4 separate regions of the Mus musculus genome follow, and regions 2, 3 and 4 are each linked to region 1. The links are chromatin contacts, called in public Hi-C, Micro-C and promoter capture Hi-C maps. All regions are on one chromosome and are shown on one strand. The core of a region is the stretch at or near the end of the contact, and the rest is flanking DNA. Distances in the headings are between cores, read along the strand shown.

Region 1 (4,174 bases), core at 736-3,235:
TCTGCAAATGTTCTCAAAGCCTTAAAAGAGTGCATAGAGCAAAACAGCATGTGTGCTTAAGTACAGTCCCCTGATTCTGGGAGTTGAATTTAGGGACTCACATATGTTGGGCAAGCACTCTGCTACTGGGCTATATTCCCAGACTATGGTTATTAAGTGTGTGGTTTGTGTAACAAATACATAAATGGACATTGGGGGTGGTCTCTTGTGAGGTGTCAAGAATGATCTATGTTTTCTTAAGAAAAGGCAGGTCTGATAGCTATTCTTGGTTGTCAACTTGACTACATCGGGAATTAACTAAAATCCAAACATGGCTGGGCACACCTGTGGTAGATTTTTGCTTAACTGGATGATATGAAGTGGGAAGATCCACCTCTAGTCTGAGCCACACTTTCTCCTGGAAACCTATAAATAGGGCATCAAGAAGGACGCTTTCTCCTTTTCTGCCTACGTCTCTCACTTTTGCTAGCAAGTCCATTACTTCACTGGCATTAGGGCCTATTCTTTCCAGATTTTGGCATACACAGAAGACTAGCTAGCTGAGACATCCAATTACTAGTTTCTTGGATTTTCTATGCATAGGCAGCCATTGTTGTCTTTGCTTAATCACATCCTGTAATAAATCCCACTCTGTGTGTGTGTGTATATCTATCGATCTCTCTATATATACACAAATATATTCATTCTGTAAGTATTTTTACTCTAAAGATCCCTGACTAATATAGCAGGGGTAGAATGTTCTCCTGGCATGCACAAAGCCCTAGATTTTTCTCTACAGTAAAACAACAAAACAAAACAAGAAGTATATGAGTTCTTTTTGCCTGCATGCATATCTGTGTACTACATACATGTCTGGGGCCAGGGAGGCCAAAAGAGGATCACTGGGTTCTTCTTCCCCTTCTTTTTCTAGATTTATTTATTTATTTTATGTATGTGAGTACACAGTTGGTCTTCAGACACACCAGAAGAGGGAATCAGATCTCATTACAAATGGTTGTGAGCCACCCTGTGGTTGCTGGGAATTGAACTCAGGACCTCTGCAAGAGCAGTCAGTGCTTACCCGATGATGAGCCATCTCTCCAGCTTTCCCAATCACTAGGTTCTTAAATATAGAATTCTTTGGCCAGGTGTGGTGGCTCTCACCTTTAACCCAAGCCCAGAAGCAGACAGATCTCTGTGAGTTAGAGGACAGCCTGGTCTACCTATATATAGCAAATACCAGAACAGCCAAGGCTGCAAAAGAGACTCTGTCTCCAAAAAAAAAAAAAAAAAAAAAAAAAAACAAAAAACCCAACAAAACTTATGTTACAATTTAAAAAAAAGTTTTATGTAGCACCCACTACTCTCAAACTCATTATGTAGTCAAGGATTATCTTGAACTTACAAAAAAAAAATTTAGTTTTAGTTATATGTACTTTAGTGAGTATGTCTGAGTGGGGTGGGAATATTTGCTCCTAAGTGCTGGTACCCTCAGTTCTGATGGCCTGGAGTTACAGGCAGTTGTGTGCTCCCCTACCCTCCAGATCCTCTTGAAGATGTTTTTCTCTTATTCTCTCTGTCTGTCTGTCTCTCCCTCCCTCCCTTACACCCACCTCTAAACCCCCCTCCCCTCCGTCTCTCTGTCCCCCCACTCCCCTTTTCTCCTTCTCTCCTTTTTTTCTTTTCTTTTTTTTGTCAGTCTTACTTAGCTGAGTCTGGCTTTGAACTACCGATCCTCTGGTCTCCCAAGTGCTGGGATTACAGGTATCCACCTTCACGCCTGTTTTGGATAAATAATCTAAATATTCACGCTCGCTTTCTCAGTTTTCTGCCTCCATAACAGCCCGCCCTATACACAATAGGCGAAGAGAGAAAGAAACAAAGCATGCTTGACTAGGATTGCCAGGGGCGTGGGTCCACCAGCTGCACAGAGGAGCCGCACCTGGCCCCGCCCACTCACGCCCTGGTCCCGCCTAGGCTCTCGGAGACCCCGCCCCCTGCATGCCGAATGCCATATAGGCGACTGACGTCAGGCCGTTTGTTGTCATTGGCGGCTCCCAAGATGGCGTCCATCGTGGAAGGGCCGCTGAGCAAATGGACTAACGTGATGAAGGGATGGCAGTATCGTTGGTTCGTGCTGGACTACAATGCAGGGCTGCTCTCCTACTACACGGTGAGTGGCTGAGGCCGCGCTGCTGGGACGGCGAGCTACGCGGAGCCGGGGCGGGGGTGCTCCGCTGAGAGACCGCCGTACGCGAGGTTCCCTTGTGGAGGAGGGCTTTGCGTGCGGGTAGCCAATGACCAGAAGGGAGATGCGGACCCAGCCAGTGAGCAGCGCCGGCCGGCTGATTTATGGGCCGGGGGCGAGCCGGGTGTCTCAGGGAGTGGTTCTGTGACTAGGTAGGGTCTGCGCTGAGACGAGGTACGGGTGGGCGTAGTCCCGGTGTGGCAGGTCAGCCTAGCTGTCCACACTGTGCGTCTCTCCTGTCCCCAGCCCGGGCACTGGCCGCACCCCTTAGCTTCCCTCCAGGGCTCGAAGAGCGCTGCCTTCTCGGAGCAGTGGTCAGAGGAACCTGGCCAGGTCCAAAGGTGACCCGCGTCCACACCGTGGGCTCTGAAATCCCATCAGTCTGTCCAGCAAGGCTGTCCTACTGTGGGGATGCACCCCTCTTTCCAGCGGGGCACGAGTGTAACGGACTCCGTAACTTTTGAGAGCAGAGGATTCCCTCTGCGCGAGTCTTCTGGTTGCGGAGATGTAGAAAGAGATGGTGCAGTTGCCCTGAAAGTTGTGTTCTGGAGAGGACCGACTTCGCTGTTGTTGACGCGAGTTAGTGGCCCAGGGTAGGTAGATGAAATGCTGTGGAGCCTATGTTCTGACCGCCTCTTCCACCTCCTTCGCATTAGAAATGGAAGGTGGGCGGTGTTGGAGAAATTACTAACGGGGCCACTTTCTTTGAGCTGTATTGTTAATAATAGCCCGTGAGAAGAAGAAAAGCACCCAGAAGGACAAAATATAGAATGTCTTGAAGGCTTTAGAAAATGATAGAAGAAAAACGAAGAAATACGATTATGGGAGAAGAGTTAGTGTGGATGAGGGAAGTAGGGACACATAGTTATTCATTCATTTAAAAATATCATTGAGTTCCTGTCCTGCGGGTCTTCATTCCAGCAAGAATCGACAGCTGTGTAGACGCTGCCTCTCTTCTCGAGCTTTTAGTGTAGTCTAGTGGGCACCTTAATTCATTTACTCTTAATAAATTTGCAAGGTAGGTATTCATTATTCCCATTTAATGCTCCCATTTTACAGTTTTGGAATCTGAGACTCCAGGCTTTTAAGTAATTAGCTCAAGATCACATACACAGCTGTAAGTGGTGGAGTCAGGCTTCCCATTAAATTTCTCTTTTGCTACAGGAAGTAGAAAAGTACATGCTGTTAGGCAGGTCTGCCAAACTACAAGCGTTGGTCACCTTTATCATTCTTTGGATATGAACTTATGTTCTCTGTGTCTTTATTATTTTTATTTTTGATGGAGCCCAGGGCCTCGAAAATGCTAGGTCAACACTTTACCACTGACCCACATTCCTAGCCTCTCTTCTACGTAATTTTTAAAGGATCAAATTTTAATGAGACACAAACATATTGTTCAAAGCTGAATACAGTAGCTTGTATATGTAGCCTCTTAATTTTAAGGTCAAGCCAGGTCAGTGTACCTAAAGAGACCCTGTCTCAAAACAAAACAAACAACACCCCAAAACAAACAAAACCAAAAAACAACCCCCAACCAAATATATTAAAAAACAAAAAACACACACACATCATACTATGTCAGATGGAAAAGGAACAACTACACATTTTATCTTGAAAAACTGAAGAATTATGAAATCCCACGACTAAGATAAATAAAGAATAATATCAAATTTCACTAAATGTGATAATCAGCAAACTCTATGGATCCTAGCCAGCATATTCATGATGGAGTAATTAGTAGCACTGTAGAATTAAGTTACTCTTCAAATCCCAAAATTTGTGTGGTCTGAGTCTAGGGCCATCCTAGAGTTAAAATTCTAGGGAGCCCTTAGCCCAGATAAAAATATCCTTTTTCCTTGTTTTCTTTCTTTCCTGATTTTTTTTTTAAATCTTTTATGTCTTCTTGTCCTGTAGATTTAGAGAGTTTGAACTCCTTGTCCTTCTGAC
Region 2 (4,174 bases), core at 964-3,463, 350 kb after region 1:
TTATGTTCATGGGAAAGAGAGTAATTTTATAGCTTGTGGTGAGGTTCTCATTTCAGGGATTAAATAGGGTCATTTATTTAAATTGCTTTAATTAGCACTGGGATACACTAGTTATATAGGGAAACACGTTTAATACCTCAATGTTGTCTGTTAATGTGTTCAGAAGGTTCTTGGATCTGTGTTTAAGCAAACAGTCTCTTTAATGAGACTCATGTCTAGAAGCATCACTGTGCAGTGCTACATGTGCTACATGTGCTACATGATCCCACACCTGTGCAGAAGAGCACGGCCTGGACGGGAGCACAGCTGCGTCATGTTTGCTCACTTACTAGGTTCTTAGCATGTTAACAAAAATCACACCCCTGACCTACCTCAGGCCTTTCTATAAAATGGGAACAATACCAATGACCCCAAAAAACCCCTTCCAAGTCTAACTCTTGATATTCTAAGATTCTGGATCACAAGAGCTGGATCCTGTATAAAGGACATAAAAGATACTTCCACGAGGAATCAGGAAGGCTGCACATAAAAGCCTCGCATGGCCAACCATCCAGTAGGTGCTCAACTGAACCACAATTTGCAGGAAGTAGTAGCCTCTACATATGACTATCTATAGAACAGCTATAGGAAGATATAAAACATATCATAATCAAAAGCTAAGGATGAAAAAACTCCAAATTTTAGTCACTTACTCAAATTCTCCCTTCCTCATTCCTCTCTAATGCTGGATGGCTAATACGTCTCTCCCGTAAACCTCAGTATTATTCTCTTGTTTTCAAGAGAAAAACAACATACAAGTAGCCCGTTCTGCCCATTTCACTTTATAATAAATCTAAAACTATACCTTAAAATCATCCCCCCCCGGGGGGGGCATCTTTAAGTCTTACCTCCAGATTTACCATAACAAAATTATGGGACAGTTCTGAAATTTCTGTAGATTCTGCAAATTTGGGTTTTAAAGCTAAGGAGAGAGAGAGAAAAAAAAGATTTTTGCAATGACAGAAACATACCCAAACACTAGTCAGCATAAATATCACTAACTTTTATTGAAGGGTCAGACATTAGCATATATATATATGTATATGTACACACACACACACACACACACACACACACACACACACACATATATATTAACCCATCTAATGGAACCATTGTTAAGTCTAAATAACTAAAATTGAGGGCCGGAAGACGGCTGAGTCTCAATCCCTAGCACTTACCAAAAAAGCCCAGCATGGTGGCACACGCATGTAATCTCAGCAATAAGTGGATCCCTGGGACTGGCTGCCTTGCTAGCCAGCTTTGCCTAATCTGGTAGCTTCAGGTTCCAATGAGAAGGAACCAGCAATATGGCTGAGCAGGTGAAAGCAACTGCCATGCAGGCCTGGCAATCTGACTTGGACCCAGAATCCATGAAAAGGTAGGAGGAGAAAACTGAACCCACGAAGGCGTCCTCTAGCATCAACCCGCACACACATGAGAACACATACAAGAATAAATAAAATGAAATGAAAAACATGATGGAAACTAATTGGAAAAAGACATCCAAGGCTGATCTATGGCCTCCACAAGAATACAAATATACATGTCCTCAACGTATATGATTAAAACAGCAAAAACAATTAATGCCTGGTGGCACACAGTTGCAGACCAGATTCTGGGGAGACTGAAGCAGAAGGGTAACTTGAACTTACTTGAGTGTAAGACCAACCTGTGACCTATCTCAATTAAAAAAAAAAAACAAAAAACAAAAAACAGGCACAGGGTGTGGTGTGGCACACCTTTATTTCCAGAGCTCCATACTCAGAGACAGGTGGATTTCTGTGAGGCCAGCTGGGACTACATAATAAGACCTTGTCTCAAAAGCAAAACAAACAAACAAAAAAAAAACCAATATGAAATAAGGACAAGAGTGGTTTTTTTTTTTTTAGAGACAGGGTCTCTCTGTGTAGCCCTGGGTGTCCTCGAACTCAGAAATCCACATGCCTCTGCCTCCCAAGTGCTGGGATTAAAGGCGTGTGCACCACTGCCTGGCAAGTAGGACAAGAGCTTTTTATTTAAAAAATACAACCATAAAACCAGGCCTGGGAACCTAGATTCTCATCCTGCTTCTGGCACTTACTTTGTTATGTGACTGCAATGTGCATCAAACTTAAGAAATAGGGACAATGAGGGTGGGTGTGGTAGTACAAGCCTTTAGTTGAGGAGACAACAGGAGGATTTCGGTCAAGGCCAGCCTGGTCTACACAGTGAGTTCTGACATAGCCAGGGCTAGTGAGACCCTGTCTCGAAAGAAATGAAGACAAACTATTCGTGGGCTGAAGAGAGTAGATAAGGGTGTCTTGTCCACTGCCTCTCCTAATGACCCCGGTTCAATCCCTGTAACCTTCACCACAGAAGAATAGACTCTCACAAGTTGTCCTCCGACCTCCAAACACTATAAAAAATAAAATACAACTGTAGTGTGTGTGACTGCATGTGCCACAGCACACATGGAGATCAGAAGACAAGTGTGGAGTCTGTGCTCTTTTACCTTCCCATGGGCTTCAGGAACCACACTCAGGCCAGACTTCTGTAGCAAATGTCTTTACCCAATAAGCCATCCCACTGCCCTCCACTGTTTGCCTTTTATAGTTATGTTTCAGTAATTTCCATTGAAAAAGGAACCACGCCGGGCATGGTGGAGCATGCCTTTAATCCCAGCACTTGGGAGGGAGAGTCAGGCAGATTTCTGAGTTCCAGGCCAGCCTGGTCTACAAAGTGAGTTCCAGGACAGCCAGGGCTACACAGAGAAACCCTGTCTCGAAAACAAAACAAAACAAAACCCAAGCATGTGCTTACTCCCAGTTGTGGAGATATGGGCCGCTTCACAGCAGCTGACTATGATTTGCCTGGCGTTCTAACAGAGCATGGCTTTCTGCAATCTTGTGACTCCGAAATTCTGGAAACATTTCAGAGGTATAGAAATGCTAAGGCCCTGAGAGGTGAGGTTGGTTGTGGTTTGTTAGTAGTTGTGCTTAAAGAAGAAACAAAAGGAAAGAAACTAGACCCAGGGATGGATGGATGGATCTCTCTCTCTCTCTCTCTCTCTCTCTCTCTCTCTCTCTCTCTCTCCCTCCCTCCCTCCCTCCCTCCCTCCACCCCTCCCTCCCTTCCTAATGATAGGAGGTAAATAGGAGGTAAAATTGGTGTGTGTGTGTAGGGGTGGCAAAAAGAACCCACAAAGTAGCAAAGATCAGCTACAGAGTCTCTCAGTGGGACCCAAGCTAGCCTTGAACTTCTGATCCCCCTGCCTCACCAAGTGCTGAGATTACAGGCATGCACTGCAGTGTCTGGCATTCACATTCCTCTTATTCATTTTATTTAATTATGTGTACATGTGTGTGTGTGGGGGGGTATGTACATGAATGTGAGTGCTCAGAGGTCAGGTGTTCCTTAGGAGGAGCTAGTGTGTACTCTTAAGCACCGAGCCATCTCTCTAGCCCCTTACTTATGTCTGAGACAGGCACTCACTCTGTTGTCAAGGGTGGCCTCACACCTGTGCCCATGCTTCTGCTTCACCCTCCTGAGAGCTGGGACTACAGGCATGAGCTGCCATGCCCAGCTGCATTTTTGAAATAGGGTTTTGCTAGTTGTCGAGTTATCAGTGAAAAATAAAACCTGACTGGTATCACAACAGGCAGAAAGAATACACACCACAGTCAAAAATATCCTCTGGTTTTGATTGGTTCCCTCCCTCCCTAAGCCATTTATGCCCCTCTGTAAAGGATTCCAGCTTCTGCTAAGATGCTCTGTCTGACATTTGGAAGTGCTCCAGGCACTCAGCAGTGCTTTGCCATTTCTGGTACATCTGAAGCCTGACCTTGGGATGAAACACTCGTACTTACCTTTGCAGGCTCCACACCAAGATTTATGGATGATCACCATCAGCGGCAAGCCACTTGAAAACAAAGAAAGTATATTATAGTAAAATCCTTCAAAAGTACTCTAACAAAATGATTGGTAATGCAGAAATGTGGTTTTTGTATGGTTTCAAAAGAAACTGTAAAACAATCCAACTACTTAAGTCATAGATTATTTTTTTAAAGACGTATTTATTATTATATCTAAGTACACTGTAGCTGTGTTCAGACACACTAGAAGAGGGCATCAGATCTCATTACAGATGGTTGTG
Region 3 (4,174 bases), core at 434-2,933, 320 kb after region 1:
GCCTACGTTTCTGTATGTACACACACCACACTAGTGCCTGGTGCCTGTAAGGGTCAGAAGAGGGAGTCAGATTCCCCCCAGAACTGCAGGTAGGGTGGTTGTGAACCACATGCTGCTCCTGAGAACTGAACCCTTGTCTACAAGAGCAACAAGTGCTCCTGAATGATGAGCCATCTCTCCAGCCATCTCTCCAGCCCAGCCTATTTGTTCGTTTGTTTGTTTGTTTGAGACCGTCACATTTCAAGCTCCAGGGGTTCACCATGTCTCTGTCCCTACAGCTAGAGTTACAGGCACAGAGATGATGGCAGCCTCTTCCACACTGAGGATGTGAATCTAGGTCCTCATATCTGCGAAGCAAGCACACTCCTCTTCTTCTGTTTGGGGATGCAGAAGGGATGTGCTCTATCTGCTTGCATGAGGGCGCACACACACACACAAACACACACACACACACACACACACACACACACACGCGTGCGCGCGCACGCACACACACACACACACTCACTTATTTCGTTTACAGTCTACAGCTTTCCTGTGGATTCTGGGAAGGTGGGATGGAGAAATCCACTTTCACTCCACACCTCTTTTGGCTTCTAGAGGTTGTCATCCTGCCCTCTCAAAGTCTCTTCCACATTTGACACCAAGATAGAATTGCATGTGGATGAATTTTTCTGTTCACTATTCTCTTCTTGCCCATGGCTCCAGTTGGCATTGTAGTCTTGTCCAGTGTTTGCTGTCCTCATGCTGTCAGGAGCCAAGACTCGGCTAGTGCCAAGGTTGTACTCAACCCTCACCTCACACCCATCATCCCTGCAATTTCACTCTCCAAGTTCCCTCAAGGTTTCTCTGCTTCCAGCTACAAGACCCTGCTCCATTCCAGCGCCATTTCCTCCATCCTGACCAGAACTTAGGTGTCCCTCGCCCACAAGCAGGGTCAAGACCCACTCCCCTACCTAGTTCCCGCCCCTTTCTGCGGGGCGGAGTAGACTCAGCTGGCTCCCCACATTTCCCTTCTTCCAAGCTCATCCCCTCCAAGCCCCAACCCTATGTCTCCATCCCTTGAGACCCCTTCGCGGGTACCAGCGGGGCTCGGTTCTACACCCTTTCACTCCCAGCTAACCACACTCACGTCCCGGAAGTTCTCAATCCCACCAGACACCCGTTCCTGCTCTGCGCCCCTTCCTTTCAGCCCTTGCTCTTCTGCTCGTCTCAAAGCCCCTCGAGCCCACCCAGCTCTCCGCCTTCACGCCCCCTTTCGCCTGCCTCCCCTCCATCCTTTCAGCATCCCTCTGCTGCCCTAAGATGTACCCAGCCACCCCTTACTGCCTGTAGTAGCTGCTCATCTGCCCCCAGCCCCAATGGTCGCTGCTTCCCGGCGGACCTGTGCGGAGTGCGAGCCAGCACTCCTGCTTTGCTGCGGTGCGGGTCCCTGGCGGCCTCTCGCAGCCCCTCTCTGAGTCCCCTAGGCTGCCTTGCACTCGGTCCCCGGCTCCCAGGCAGTGCGGAGCCCGGTCGAGGCCGCGCCCCTTACCTCGGATAAGAGCTGGCTCACGGACAGTGCAGCCGGACTGTTGCACTTGGCGATAGTGGGTGAGAGGCAGGCGAGGCGGGTCTGGTTCCCACCTCGGCTACGGAGGGCTGAGGCTCTGGCTGAAGATGGGTTGGGTTCCCGCTGGGTCCAAGCCCCGCCCCTGGGCGGAACCCATGTAAGATCCGCCCCGCCCCTGCGTTCTGGGCTGGTGTAAGGAACCTACAATTTCTTGGGAGCCTTACACCCTATATATCTGGGTGACTTTTATAATCTGCCCACATTCTATAGTTTGCACCTACAGGGTGCTCAGAGGTCTTTGGTGATAATGTAGATGATGATGGCGTCAAGTTTTGCTCTTTCCAAATGCTTTACTCCATTCTCATAAACTCTCAAGGAGGGAGCACAACCTGTCCACAAGTGAAAAATGAGCTAGGAAGCTGGCTATCACCGTCTGCCCCACTCATCACCTCTTCATGGTCCTTGTCGTCTGAGACTGGTAATCCCATCTGAACAAATCCAATCTTCTTCTAGGTTTCCTTTTCTCTGCATAAAGTATCCTGGTTCAGGACTCATGGGACTAATGCAAGAATTCTAATTCCTGCCTTCTTTCCAGCCTCTATACCAGTGACCTGAGGAACCTTTTGAAATGATTTCGACCTTGTTAAGATAACACTCACTGCTTCTCCATGACCAGCAGTAGCATGGAGTTTGCCAACTGGAGTGGTAAATGTTCTTGTCTGAGCCTTAGCAGACCCCAGATCTTCCAGGAGTGGTAGGTCACCTTCAAATTCTTATATGGATTTCACCTTCCATTGTCCTGAGGTCACTGGCCTGACATTTGGGTCTGGAGTTATTATTCTTTTCTTTCTTCCTTTTAATGATTTTTTATTTCATGTGCATTGGTATTTTGCCTGCGCGGATGTCTGTGTGAGGGTGTAGGATCCCTGGAACTGGAGTTACAGACAATTGTGAGCTGTCATGTGAGTGCTAGGATTTGAACCCAGGTCCTCTGGAAGACCAGCCAGTGCTCTTACCCACTGAGCCATCGCTCCAGCTCCTCTTTGTTCTTTTCTATAGTCATCCCCACCCCAGGTCATAGAAGTACGAGTCAGATAAGAAGTCCAGATTTTTCTCAGTTCCGTTATGACTTGTCTAAGATGTTTCTTTCCAGCCTCTCTGCCTCAGCATCAGAGTCCTAATCCTTACAATGTTCGCTAGAGCTGCTTATCAGCCCCTTTAGTCAGGTCCGCGCTGCCCATTTGACTTTCAGCTTCCCCTGTGCTCCCTCTAGAACCCTGGTTCCACCCTCTGCATCTTTAGAATGCTCAGGTTACCTCTTTATCTTTACCGAAACCTTATCCTCCCCCGGGACACTGCTTCCATGGTAGCCCTCTGCAGAAAGGCTCTTCATTTTCTTAACCTCCATGTATCATAACACCAGGAGGTGGGCAGCATTGTCACGCCCACCCTCATACAAAGATTTGCTCTCCTTTGCCCGCGAGCCATATCACAGCCTATGGCTCCTCCACACTGTTCCTCGTGCTCTGAGGAGTTCCTGGGGTACCAGCCCCTTCACTAGCTGCTGCTCCGCCATCCTTCTGGTGACTTCAGTTGCATATGGGGGTCTCCTGACCCTCATCCCTTTGCCTCTGCTTTACATGTTGACTGTGTCATTAACACCTACAGCCACACCTGACCCTCCTACTCACCTAGAACTTCTGGTCTTAAGACCAAACACCCTATGCAGAACTTACTCCCATAAGGCCTAGTTTCCTTTCCTCATTTCAAACTGGGTAACATGAATAACGAGTTGCCCATTCTTCACAGGAACAATGAGATAACATGTAAAACAACCCTTTCAAAGCTGGGAAACAATACAAGAACAGATGGAGATGCTTTCGGTAGCCTCAGGTCTGATGGCTTCCTCCTCCTCTCTCCCCTGAAAGGCCATGTAACATAGAAGAAGGAGCACAGCCTTAGACCCACCAGACTACATTTTTTGTTTTTGTTTTTAGTCCTTGCTCTACCACTTGCTGGCTGAATGATCATAGGTCTGTTACCTCATTTTTCTGACACATGCACCCGTTTCTTATCTTTAGGAAAATCAATAACAAAAACTGTCTCACTGTTGTGAGGAGCAAATGAGAAAATGACACTGGACAGTACTTGATAGAATGCCAGGCACACAGCAGACACTCAATAAATATGAAATACTGTGGTTATTATAACAGAAAAAATGCCATTTTTTTTAATCCACAACTGCCTTCGTAAAAACATGAATCCCAGTGCATAGAAGAGCCTTTTTTTTTTTTTTAATTTAAATCCTGGGCCTTGATGAAGTTTGGGAAATTGGCTGACCAAACTGCTTTGTTTAAAAAGACAGAGAGAGAGAGAGAGAGAGAGAGAGAGAGAGAGAGAGAGAGAGAGAAGAGTTTGGAATTCACTCAGCAAATTAAGAGGAGGTAGGAATAGAGAAGGGAGAGGACAAACACAGCGATGAGTAAGGAAGTCAGTGGAGTGGCTCAGTGGGTAAAGCACTTGCCCCAAGGTCCTGAGGACATAAGTTCAGATCCCTAGAACCCACCAGACACCATCAGACCAGTCTGTAATCCTAGCATTTCTACACTGAGACAGGAGGTG
Region 4 (4,174 bases), core at 1,219-3,718, 270 kb before region 1:
ATTTGGGAGGCTAAATGGCGTGGTAATGTGGAACTCCAGGCTCTCCTGGGCTTCTTTCTTAATGGAACTGTCTTTGTTCTGGGAGGAGATATTGAGGAAGGGCTCTCATGTAGTCCAGACTGGCCTGGAATTCATTCTGTATGGGAAAATGATTTCTAACTCCTGATCTTCCTACTTCTACCTTCCAAGTGCTGGAATAATAGATTTGTATCTCTGTGCCCAGCTCAAGGTTCTGTTTTGAAACACATTGGTTGGAGAAAGGGTGTGGTGGCACATACCTTTAGTCCTAGCATTTTAGAGACAGACAGGTAGACCTCTGAGTTTGAGGCTAGTCTGGTCTACGTAGGGAGTTCCAGGACAGCCAGAGCTATATAGTGAGATGCTATTTCAAAAAAAAAATTTTTTTGTTTGATTGAATATAGACTTTTTTTGAGGCAGAATTGTTTGTTTGCTTGTTAAGTAACATTGGCTAGCCTTGAACTAGACATGTTCCTGTCTTGGCTCTAAATGCTTGAATTACAGGCATTCAACAACACCCTTCTCTCTTTCTCTCTTCTCTCTCTCTCTCTCTCTCTCTCTCTCTCTCTCTCTCTCTTTCTTTTTTTGGTTTTCAGGACAGGGTTTCTTTGCTTAGTCTTGGCTGTTCTGGAACTTGTATTACAGACCAGACTGGCCTCGAACTCTCAGAGATCTGCCTGCTTTTTGCTTCCAGAGTGCTGAGATTAAAGGCATGCCTAGTTAAGACCCCCTGCTTTGAACATAGAGTTTGACCTCACTTTGATAGTGATTTTGTGGAATTGGGATTTAAAGGGAAAATGTTTGGGATTTACTCATTAAACACAGTAGTATCTATCAAAAATCCCTTCTGACCCTCACCCAAACGAAATAAACAGAGTTTTCTACAAACATCAGGGGAGGGGACCCTCTAAGACTTTGTTTGTTGTTGCAGGTAAACCCAGGATCTTTCAAGAAAAAAGTCAGGTTTTATGAATCAGTCGCTCTAACATAGGGCCTGTAAATAACAATAAATCAGTCAATGGTGAATAAAACTGGAGATCAAAGTCAACTTCTTGCCTTCTTGATTAAAAAAAAATGGCTGTGGAGAACACTCTCTTCTTGTTCTTCCCTTTGCATATGCTGTTTGAGCATTTGTTCATTCAGCCAAGGAAAGACTCTACTACCTTAGGCAACATGCCAGGCCTTACACAGGGAAGGGACAGAGAACTCAGCTTGATCAACCTGACAGAAAGGCCCTGACTGGGAACTCTGAGTAGGTGACTAACCCAGACTGGAGAAGCAGAAAAAGATTTTCAAGGGAAATGAAATGGAGTCCACGAAGGACTGGTGAGGATAATGATTAGCCCAGCGAGAGGTAAGAGGTCAGGAATACTGTCTGTCTGTGGAAATCTCAGCCAGCGAGAACAGTCTTTGAGAGGACTAGAAGCACTTTGGCCATTTTGGGATTTAGAATTTATAAAAGAGGGGCAGTATTTTGAATGAGATTAGAGATTTCTTCTTTCCGTTTTTTTTTTTTTTCCCGTTTCGTTTTGTTTTGTTTTTCGAGACAGGGTTTCTATGTGTATCCCTGGCTGTCCTGGAACTCACTCTGTAGACCAGGCTAGCCTCGAACTCAGAAATCTGCCTGCCTCTGCCTCCCAAGTGCTGGGATTAAAGGTGTGCGCCACTACTGCTCGGCAAGAGATTTCTTAAGATTATTCTGTGGGTAGTATTGGGAAGGCATATATATATATATGCCTTCCCAATACATATATATATATCCTCAATCATTCAAAGGGTATGGAGGTAGGGGACAATGATGAACACAGAGAGACTGAGAATCAACGGCAAATGTTAGTTTGAGAGGCTTGAATTAGGGAGGTGGGATTGGGAAGAAATGGGCAATCCGATAATCTCATGGCTGTGATGTTGGGAGGGTAGGGCGTGTTCATCACATGAGTTTGGACTTTATTCTTAAAGGATAAAGGAGAAGGAAGCTAAACACCTCAGCTATCTGCCTGGTCCATTCAGATCCGTGCTTACAGACATCAACCCGGCAGACAGCGTGAACAGTCTGAGGACACCGCGCAGGTAAGGTAAGGTAAGTCCGCAAGCTGGCTGCAGCCGGGACATACAGGGGGCGCCGGAGGCAGATGGTCGGGAGACCAACAGCCACACAGCCTGGACCTTAAACTCAGAGCCCAGCCACGCAGTCCAGGAGTCGGACGCGCGCGCCCGGGGCGGGGCCGGAGCACGCACGGCGGCATGACGTAGGCCTGGCCAGCCTCGTTCTGGCCACCGCCGCCGCGCCGAGGCGGAGTAGGATGAGGCCCCGGGCCGCGGCTCCAGCGTCGGCAGGGGCAACAGCAGCTGAGGCAGCAGCTGAGGCAACCGAGACGGCCGCGCCCCCCCCTCCTGACCTGGATTAGGCCCAGCAGCCCGTGGCCGCCGCCGCCCCGCGGGGGGCGGGGTGGGGAAGCGCTCAGTCTTCCCGCCCCCGCCCCCCTCAGGTTCCAGACGCGACCCCGGCGCAGCCCGCGGCCTAGCCTCGCGCCCCCTGTCCCGGGGGCTGGCATGAGCGGCCCCTCGGTGGCGCCGGGGCGCGGGGGAGCCGCCGCCTGAGCCCCGGGCCTGCCGCCTTGGACCCCGCGGCGCCGAGCGAGCTCACCGCCGAGCGTGCGAGAGACCGGGTCACAGCTTTCTTCCTCCCGCAGATCTCAAGCATACACCCCAGCCCCGGAAGATGGGGAACTGCCTCAAATCCCCGACTTCGGATGACATCTCCCTGCTTCACGAGTCTCAGTCCGACCGGGCTAGCTTTGGCGAGGGGACGGAGCCAGATCAGGAGCCGCCGCCGCCATATCAGGTAGGGAGGGTGTGTGTCGGCGTGCGAGAGGAGGCGGCTCGGGCCCTCTGCCCTTGGCCTCCACGGCCTAGACCGGGGGTGGGTGGGGGGGGGGTGGCGTTGACCCCTTCAGGGCTGGCCTTGAGGGTGTCTGCTGCCCGGTTCCCAAATGGAAAAGGGTCCTTCTGGGCATCCCCTTGGGCACGGGTTGAGGACGGTCTTCTGTCCTTGAGTTCAGGAATCGAGTGTGTGATCTTATCCCCTTCGGTGCCTAGTAGTTTAGCTTGTGGAGTTGAGGATGACATGGTTTTCCTGCCTTTATGTCTGAGTTGTGTGATTTCCTCATCAGACTGCCAAGAGGATTACGGGTTTTGCGTAGCTTGTCACCCCCTCCCCCCTTATATTTGTGTTTTCGTTTATGATCCTCCCCACTCTTTTGTTAATTGGCTCTGGTAGAATGTCTTTTTTACCATCTACTTGGGAGGTAGAATTCCAAGTGGCGATTTTGGCCTCAGCTTCATAAAGAGTTACTTGTTTATATATACATATGTGGTAATTTTAAGCTCCACCCCTGTGACACATCTTTTAAATAAGTTGGCTTAATTAAAATTTGATTATCTTGAACTTGAGAGACCTTTCAACCTGACTTGGGAAATGCCATCTGTTACTTAAAGTCCTCTTTATCAAAGACTCCTGAATGGGTCTTTCTAAATGATACATTGAGTAAACTTCTCAGGTGGGCTTTAATACAGTTCTTTAATATTTTCCTGAAGAGAGTTTAGTTTTCTAACTGTGCAGTCTCCTTTGATTTTATGTGGTGACATCATTATCTAGTGTAGTGTTTTCTCAATCCTGTGTAAACCAGTTTCTCATCACGTGGCAAAAAATTGATCATATGAGCTGATTTTCTGACCCCCTCATGTTAGTCAAGTCCCATCTTTACGATAGCCTGGCAAAAGCCTCTATTTTAACCAAACCAGGCTGTTGATAGTTTTGTCTTTGCTCCAGGTGATCTTTATGCTAAGAGCCCTTCCCCCAAGGTTGCCCAGGTGAACATTTAATCCTCTTTAAGGACTCAGCTCAAGTATCTAAAGTACTGACATTACCCACCCTTCTTCCCCGAATTCCTGGATACGTCCCCCATGTACCTTCTACACTTACAAGCAGTACCAGACCTAAAATAATTTAGTGCAGTATCTTTGTTTAGGTAGTTGTGTGTCTCACCCTTGACATATGTGTTCTCCTCCCCTTGTACAAGCTGAATTTGGGACAGTTTCCAGGTGCTTTTATACTCTAGCATCTGACTCATAGTAGATACTCAATAACTGAGAT

The links. Promoter capture Hi-C pulls out the DNA fragments that hold promoters and counts their contacts. Hi-C and Micro-C count contacts between places; a contact is called where the count stands out from the background.
Region 2: a promoter capture Hi-C map of embryonic stem cells shows a contact between it and region 1, with 2.3 times the contacts expected there. The contact joins the enhancer-like site here to the promoter of Osbpl9 in region 1. A contact is called at or near these places in 10 of 39 promoter capture datasets (the 3T3-L1 cell line, the C10 cell line, embryonic stem cells and 4 more), 1 of 484 Hi-C or Micro-C datasets (megakaryocyte progenitors), 7 of 115 datasets of contacts at active chromatin or transcription factors (the SCID.adh cell line, double positive thymocytes, embryonic stem cells and 3 more) and 2 of 9 other capture datasets (adipose tissue and liver).
Region 3: a contact with region 1 is called in a Micro-C map of embryonic stem cells, with 3 times the contacts expected there. The contact joins the promoter of Rab3b here to the promoter of Osbpl9 in region 1. A contact is called at or near these places in 12 of 39 promoter capture datasets (the 3T3-L1 cell line, 3T3-L1-derived adipocytes, the C10 cell line and 7 more), 2 of 484 Hi-C or Micro-C datasets (both in embryonic stem cells), 2 of 115 datasets of contacts at active chromatin or transcription factors (the NIH/3T3 cell line and stem cell-derived neural progenitor cells) and 2 of 9 other capture datasets (adipose tissue and liver).
Region 4: a Hi-C map of uterus shows a contact between it and region 1. The contact joins the promoter of Rnf11 here to the promoter of Osbpl9 in region 1. A contact is called at or near these places in 1 of 15 datasets of contacts at CTCF or cohesin (the NIH/3T3 cell line), 3 of 484 Hi-C or Micro-C datasets (B cells, embryonic stem cells and uterus), 2 of 115 datasets of contacts at active chromatin or transcription factors (embryonic stem cells and microglia) and 2 of 9 other capture datasets (liver and macrophages).

The regions. Positions count from the first base shown.
Region 1 is chr4:109,200,083-109,204,256 of GRCm38.p6, reverse strand. It overlaps Osbpl9 (oxysterol binding protein-like 9), which reads left to right and starts at 1,985. Exons shown (of 24, transcript NM_001368727.1): 1 at 1,985-2,152. The coding sequence starts at 2,042. Gm46867 (a long non-coding RNA gene) reads right to left here and starts at 2,064. Exons shown (of 3, transcript XR_001784406.1): 1 at 2,008-2,064.
Region 2 is chr4:108,852,935-108,857,108 of GRCm38.p6, reverse strand. Txndc12 (thioredoxin domain containing 12 (endoplasmic reticulum)) reads right to left here. Exons shown (of 7, transcript NM_025334.3): 3 at 3,888-3,940; 4 at 888-961. Among named protein-coding and RNA genes, the nearest start is that of Kti12, 7.2 kb to the right of the region's middle. Within about 2 kb of position 2,213, at least 7 of the 459 cell types and tissues checked have an H3K27ac peak or open chromatin away from gene starts, as enhancers often do. A contact at or near this core is called in embryonic stem cells, where this site is marked.
Region 3 is chr4:108,876,579-108,880,752 of GRCm38.p6, reverse strand. Rab3b (RAB3B, member RAS oncogene family) reads right to left here and starts at 1,683. Exons shown (of 5, transcript NM_023537.5): 1 at 1,535-1,683.
Region 4 is chr4:109,474,799-109,478,972 of GRCm38.p6, reverse strand. It overlaps Rnf11 (ring finger protein 11), which reads left to right and starts at 2,468. Exons shown (of 3, transcript NM_013876.3): 1 at 2,468-2,863. The coding sequence starts at 2,741.